Linked DNA regions of Canis lupus: region 2 is linked to region 1. A link is a contact called in public Hi-C data. All regions are on one chromosome and are shown on one strand. The core of a region is the stretch at or near the end of the contact, and the rest is flanking DNA. Distances in the headings are between cores, read along the strand shown. Region 1 holds the start of TBC1D14 (TBC1 domain family member 14). Region 2 overlaps TBC1D14 (TBC1 domain family member 14).

What was found. Hi-C and Micro-C count contacts between places; a contact is called where the count stands out from the background.
Region 2: a Hi-C map of blood shows a contact between it and region 1, with 2.0 times the contacts expected there. The contact joins the enhancer-like site here to the promoter of TBC1D14 in region 1. A contact is called at or near these places in 3 of 9 Hi-C or Micro-C datasets (blood and liver).

The regions. Positions count from the first base shown.
Region 1 is chr3:59,515,953-59,519,152 of UU_Cfam_GSD_1.0, forward strand. TBC1D14 (TBC1 domain family member 14) reads left to right here and starts at 1,805. Exons shown (of 14, transcript XM_038533087.1): 1 at 1,805-1,921.
Region 2 is chr3:59,578,586-59,581,529 of UU_Cfam_GSD_1.0, forward strand. All of the region lies in intron 3 of TBC1D14 (TBC1 domain family member 14), which reads left to right. Among named protein-coding and RNA genes, the nearest start is that of CCDC96, 52 kb to the right of the region's middle. Within about 2 kb of position 1,481, at least 1 of the 20 cell types and tissues checked has an H3K27ac peak or open chromatin away from gene starts, as enhancers often do. A contact at or near this core is called in blood, where this site is marked.

The DNA of each region.
Region 1 (3,200 bases), core at 555-3,054:
GGAGGTGCCAAGAGCTCCCCAAACGTGCCACAAACTTACAAAGCCAGGCAATTTTTTACATTTACCTGTCACTGCCACTTACTTTGTCTCTAATCCTCACACATCTTGGGTGGCGAAGGTGCCGTAAGCCTTGTAGATGGTGAAAGGCTTCTGGACACAGCCAAGGACCGGTCAGTCAGTGCTGGGCCTGGCACTGAGCAGAGGACCCTGACAGCCGGTGCTTGTCTACATCAAGCAACAGCTTGGCAGCCCTCAAAGGAGCAATGCTGCTGAGAATCCTGTGGATCTCGGGGTTCAGTCTGCACGACTTTGCGAAGGCAGTCAGCAGTGAGGCAGCAGAGGGGGACACGGCACTGACCACCCTGCCACAGTTGTCTCTGTGTCACAGATGGGTGCTGGGAGGCGCCGAGGGTCTCACAGGTGACACAAGTGTGGATGCCCACACAGCTTATCTTGTTCCTTGTATTTTTAATTGTTTGGCACACTGAGGGTGTAAGTGTCTGATGGACCCCAGGGAGGGACTCTGTGCTGGGGCAGGGAGCAGGGCGCGGGCGGCAGGATGGGGAGAGGGTGAGGAAGAGGCAGACAGAGGGCGCCAAATGTAAATCTGTGGGCCATAATTTTTTTTTTTTTTGGTTCTGGATTCAGAACAATGGTTCCCAGTCATTGTGGGGCTTTAAAACCCTAGGACTCAGAATGAGGGCAAGAAGGGATTTGGGGGAGGTGCAAGGAACACTGTAAACGCAGAGTTATTAATCCTATTTATTACACTGCTAATTAAGTCAGGCCTGAAGCAAGTCTGTACTTTCTTGTTAGTGTTTTCTAAAAATAAATGGAAATGGTGTTGGGGTTTGAAGGAGACCCAACATTTTTCCTGAAAACCACCCAGGAAAGTCAGCATTTGTAAAGCTTCTGTTACGCACCAGGCACCGTAAAGGGTGTTAATATATTCTCTTAAGAGACTGCCACTTAACAATTTCTCACCCCTCCTGCCATCATAACCAATAGTAGGCTCTAAGAGTTTTTACCCCTAGGACTAGCTCGCAGGCAGGAGAAACAAGGTTTATGGCCATGGCTGGAACAAATGCATCTTCCAGCACATGCTTCTAGATGCCTTCTGCAAAGGAGAGGCCATCCTCCGGCCCCTGACCGCTCTCCCAGTTCAAATCCTCCTTCCGATCCAGCTGATCCAGCTCTCTGCCAGTGACAGCCCTCAGGCTCCGGGGTGCCAGCCACTGAGGCTTGTCCTCTGCTCTTGCCGGCCCCGGAAGAGAACGCAACAATAAGTGCCGACCAGGTGCCAGGCCCAGACGATAAACCCGCCCTGGCGCCGGCAGCCTAGACCCTCGGGGGCTCCGCGCGGCGCTGGGAGGCGGTCGGGGAGGGCGGCTGGCTTCCGACCCTCGGCTCCGGTCCCGCCCTGGGGCCCGGGGCGTGACCTCATCGCCCACGCTGCACGGCTTTATCACAGACCCGGCCTCTGCTTCTGCACTACTGACCCCAGAGAGCGCACAGAAGCGTGAGGCCAGGGGTCCCCACACTGCACCCCACTGTCTCCGGAAGCCGTGATTTAACGCGCACCGGAGTCGGATTCCCCAAATCCTTCGGCAGCACCAAAGTGCAGCCAGGTGTGGGAACTCCGGCGCGAGGCACCATACAACAGCTGCTCCCGGGAGAACCGGCGGAAAGGCCCGCTTCACAGGCCGAGAGACTAAGGCCGGGCCGGGCGGCCGCCGAAGCCACGTCCCCCGGGCCGCACGTCCCGGGCCGGCCGGCCGCTCCGCACAGCTGCCCGGGGCCAGGGGCGCCCATCGATGCGCTCCGCCGCTCGGCTCCCCAGGCCTGGTCCCTGCCCGCTCGCGCCCCTTCCCCCTCCCGGCCGCTTCCCACTTCCAAGATGGCCGCGGGTGGAGCCGACCAGGTACGGAGGCCCCTGGCAGGTGTCCCCGGGGCCGGGCGGACCCGGAGTTGCCCTCCGGCCTCCCCTCGCGGCTCCACTGGGCCCTCGGGAGAGGAGAGGGGCGGTGACGGCGCTCCGGAACCCGCGGGCGGCGGGCGAGCGGCTGAGGAGTGGCAGGCAGCAGGGAGAACGTCGAGCGCGAGCAGCGGTGGCGGCGGCGCGGCGGGGGGCGGCGGCCGGGCGGAAGAGCGGCGGCCGCCGGCAGGGGGCGGGGCGGGGGCGGGGCGGCGGCCGGGCGGAAGAGCGGCGGCCGCCGGCAGGGGGCGGGGCGAGCCGAGGGCGAGGGGCGAGGGGCGGGGCGCGGGGCGCGGAGCGGGGCGAGGGCGCGGGGCGGGGCGAGGGCGCGGGGCGGGGCGAGGGCGCGGGGCGGGGCGAGGGCGCGCGCCGCTGTTGGCCGCGGGCGGCTCGCGCGCACCTGCCCGCCCGGCCCACCGCCTGCGGCGCGCCCCGCGTCCTCGTCGCGCAAGTTGCGGGTCCCGGGGTCTGGGCTGCGCGCCCGCCGGCCCCGGGGATGGCGTCGGAGCCGCGCTGACTCCGGTACTGGGGGCGTCTGGCGGGGGCCGGGAGGGAGGGAAGCAGGGGGGCCGGTGCCACCTGCTGCTGCGTCGGCGGGAGTGGGAGCGGGAGGCGGGCCGGGCCGGGCCGGGCCGGGGCGCGCGGGCTCGGGGCCCGGCTGGGCGACCCTTCGCCGCGCGACCGCCGCTTCCCCGCCCCGCACCGGGGGAGCGCGTGGGGCCCGGTGACCTCGCGGGGCCCGGGGGCGCGTGGCTTGCCGGCCCTCGGAGAGGCGCGCGCGCTGACACGCTCCTTTTCCGGAACTTGACGGAAAGTTTTGTGCTGCGATGCACCGGGCTCCCGGCGGGAGAGGGGCTGGCCCGGCGCGCGCCGCCGCCCCGCCGGCCCCTCTACCCTCGAGGTCTCTGACCCCATCCTTGGGGGCCTAGAGCCCCCCCTCCCGGGAGACCCCTCCACTTTGGGACCCCTACCCCCGGGATCCTCTCCACCCCGCGATCCTGCCCAGCATCCCGGGGGGCCCCGACCCCCGGCCCCTCCCACCTCGGGAACCCTCCAGACCAGGGACCCCTGCGCTTGGGGGCAGCCGGCGTCTGGGGCCCTCGACTCCCCTCCCCCTCGGAGCGCCCGACCTCGGTTCTTGGAACCGCTGCCAGACCACAGAACCCCCAGGTTCTCAGACTCCCTGTCCCGGGGCCAGGGACTCCGCTGGCCTCAGAGACCCCCT
Region 2 (2,944 bases), core at 231-2,730, 62 kb after region 1:
AGCCAAAGGCAGACACTTAACCAACTGACCCACCTTAGATGTCCTGACTTGTTTTAGGTGTCCAGTGTAGAATACAGAGCCCAGTGCACTGTGCTTCTTCATAGATGGCTGTGTAGGACTCAGAGACCTCAGATTGTGGAGGGGGCGAGGCAGTTTCCACATTCCTTGTGTGCGGCTTGTCTAGCTTGAACTCCGAGTGTTACTTTTTAAAAAACATCGGGATCCCTGGGTGGCGCAGCGGTTTGGCGCCTGCCTTTGGCCCAGGGTGTGATCCTGGAGACCCGGGATCGAATCCCACGTCGGGCTCCCGGTGCATGGAGCCTGCTTCTCCCTCTGCCTGTGTCTCTGCCTCCCTCTCTCTCTCTCTGTGTGACTATCATAAAAAAAATAAAATAAAATAAAAAACATCTTTGTCAGTGTGGAAGCACTTTGGATGGGGCCTTGGCATTGGCGCTAAAAACTACCCATGATGTTCCCGGAGGTCATAGGCAAGTGCTGCATTTGTTCCTTGGTCTTACACCTGTGTCCCATCGCTAATGTGGCCTAAGGCCCGTGAAAGGAGCACTGTTGTAGGAAATTGAAACCTTAGTTCAGAGGCAGCACATCAGAGAAGTTGGCAGTAAGAGGCTCTGGAGTCCAATGACCTGGGTTCAGATCCTGCCCTGCCATCTGCTGCCTACCCAAAGAGGCCACTCAGAGCTTCAGGGGCTGTGTCTGGTGACAAGGAGGCCGGGGAATGGATGATGCTGGCACTGCCTGAGTTAGTGTCATGGGGCTGCTATAACAAAGTGTCAGAGACTTGGCTTGAAACTGCACACATTTATTATCCTATAGCTTTGGAGGTAAGAAGTCTGAAATGCATCTTCCAGGCTAAAATCAAGGTGTTGGCAAGGCTAGTCTTTCTAGAAGCTCTAGGGGAGAGTCTCTTCTTTCCTTTCCAGCTTCTGGAGGCTGCTGGCATTCCTTGGCCTGTGGCTGCCTCACCAACGTCTGTCACTATGGACATGTGGTGTTCCCTTCCGTAGTCCCATCTCCCTCTGCATCCACACTTCAGGACGCATGTGGTCATTTTGATAATCCAGGATAATCTCCCCATCACCTTAATCACATCTGCAAGTCCTTTCTGTCATAGAAGGTAACATTCACAGGTCCTGGGGATTCTGACACGGCTTTATGTGGGAGCCATCACTCAGCCTAGCCCGGTCCCTACCTCTTGGCATCGTTAAGGCTAAATGGGACTCACAGGGTCTTAGCTTAGTGCTCCCTCTAAGATGGTGTTCTGAGCTGAGACATCTTCCCTGCCCTCCCTGCCTGAATGACCACCCACCACACCTGTATTGGTTCTTACTGTCACACTACTCTGGTATTTCCTGTCTTAAGTTCTTGCTCAGTTGTTTGTCACTGCCTGCCTCTCAATCCCTGCTAGACTACAGATTTACGAGAACAAGGTTTGGGGCTTGTTTGCTCGATGATTGCTTTATCTGTGGGGCCTGGAACAGTGCCAAGTTTTAGTGGGTGGTTAATACATGTTTGTTAAGTGGATGAATGAGTGTCAGAATTCAAAACATACTACTTTGTAGATGTTTTTCTTCCTGTTTTTATGAGAACATAGGCATTTTCCCATGTCCTTAAATATTCTTTCATGATCTCATTTTTTACTCACTAAGTCATGGTCTTCTGTATAGCATGATTTACTTAACCAGTCCCCAGGACTGGGAAGTTCTTTCTTCAGTGACCTTTTGATCCCCATGAGATCCAGTGATCTTGAGCAGGGTTGGGTTTGTCAGCATCTGCTAGAATGCTGCATTGAACAAATGAATTAGTCTTACCTCCTTGACCTCAGAGGATAAAGACAATGTTATAGATTAATCAAATAAGCAAATGCCCTGTGCTGGTAGAGATACAAGAAGCCTGGGAATGAACTCTGGTTAACTCCAAAAACTTCAGGAGGAAGGGCTCTTTACTGGTGGATGAGGTGGATATGAGCCACCTAAAGCCACACTGAGATGGAGAAAAGGCTCTGTTAACTTCTGATTTTTGCTTTAAGTTTCAAAATTTAGTAAAAGTCAACCTGTTATCACATGGTATAATATATAGTTAAAACTTTGTGAGTGGTCCTCAATTCTAAAATAATGCAAATGAAACCCGTTAAAGTCACTTGCAGGCTACAATCTGCCAGAAGAGATAAGCAGCGGGTTTTGGTAAGCATATTTTAATGCGTATTTAACACATGCTTAACGCATATCTCTCTGGTATTTAAATTTGGTGAGACTGTGGGCTGAGGTTGGCTGATTTCTAACTTGTGTGTGGCCTTAGGTGTTGTAGGAGGTGTGGAGAGCTGAGAACCCACTCATCTGTGAGAACAGAGCTATACAGGGTTAGCCCTCTATGGCTCCAGGAACTGCTTCCAGAAAGCCAGAGGTAACCCCACCGGCCGATCAACTGCCTCTGGGGGCTCTGGAAACCTGGGGGATTTCTTAAGCTCTCCTGTAGTAGAGCAGTTATCAGCTTGCTGGTTGTGAGTGATGCCAGGGCAGGGACTTTGTTCATCTTTATTCCCAGGGCCAAACACCAGAAGTGCTTGGGTGGGTGGATGGATAGGAGGGAAGAAAGGAGGTGGCATGTATTTCATTGGCCTTTGGTGGTGAAGAGACTACCGGAGTCCCCTCTCTGAGAGGTTTCATTGTCCCTTGAGGAAAATGCATCTTAATCATATAATCATGTAATTACAAATGTGATTAGTTCTGGAAGCAAATGGACACTGACACTGGGAGAGAATGACAGGGCCTTGTTCTGGCTCCAGTGGGCAGGGCAGGGGGTGCTTCTGAGCCGGTGGCCATTTATGACAAGATCTGAAGGACAGTCACCAGCCATCACATAGGCTCTTTTGCTTGTGAAGAAAAACTCTAAACCTACAGAAGCATTCCAGGAGGAATTCAGTAAA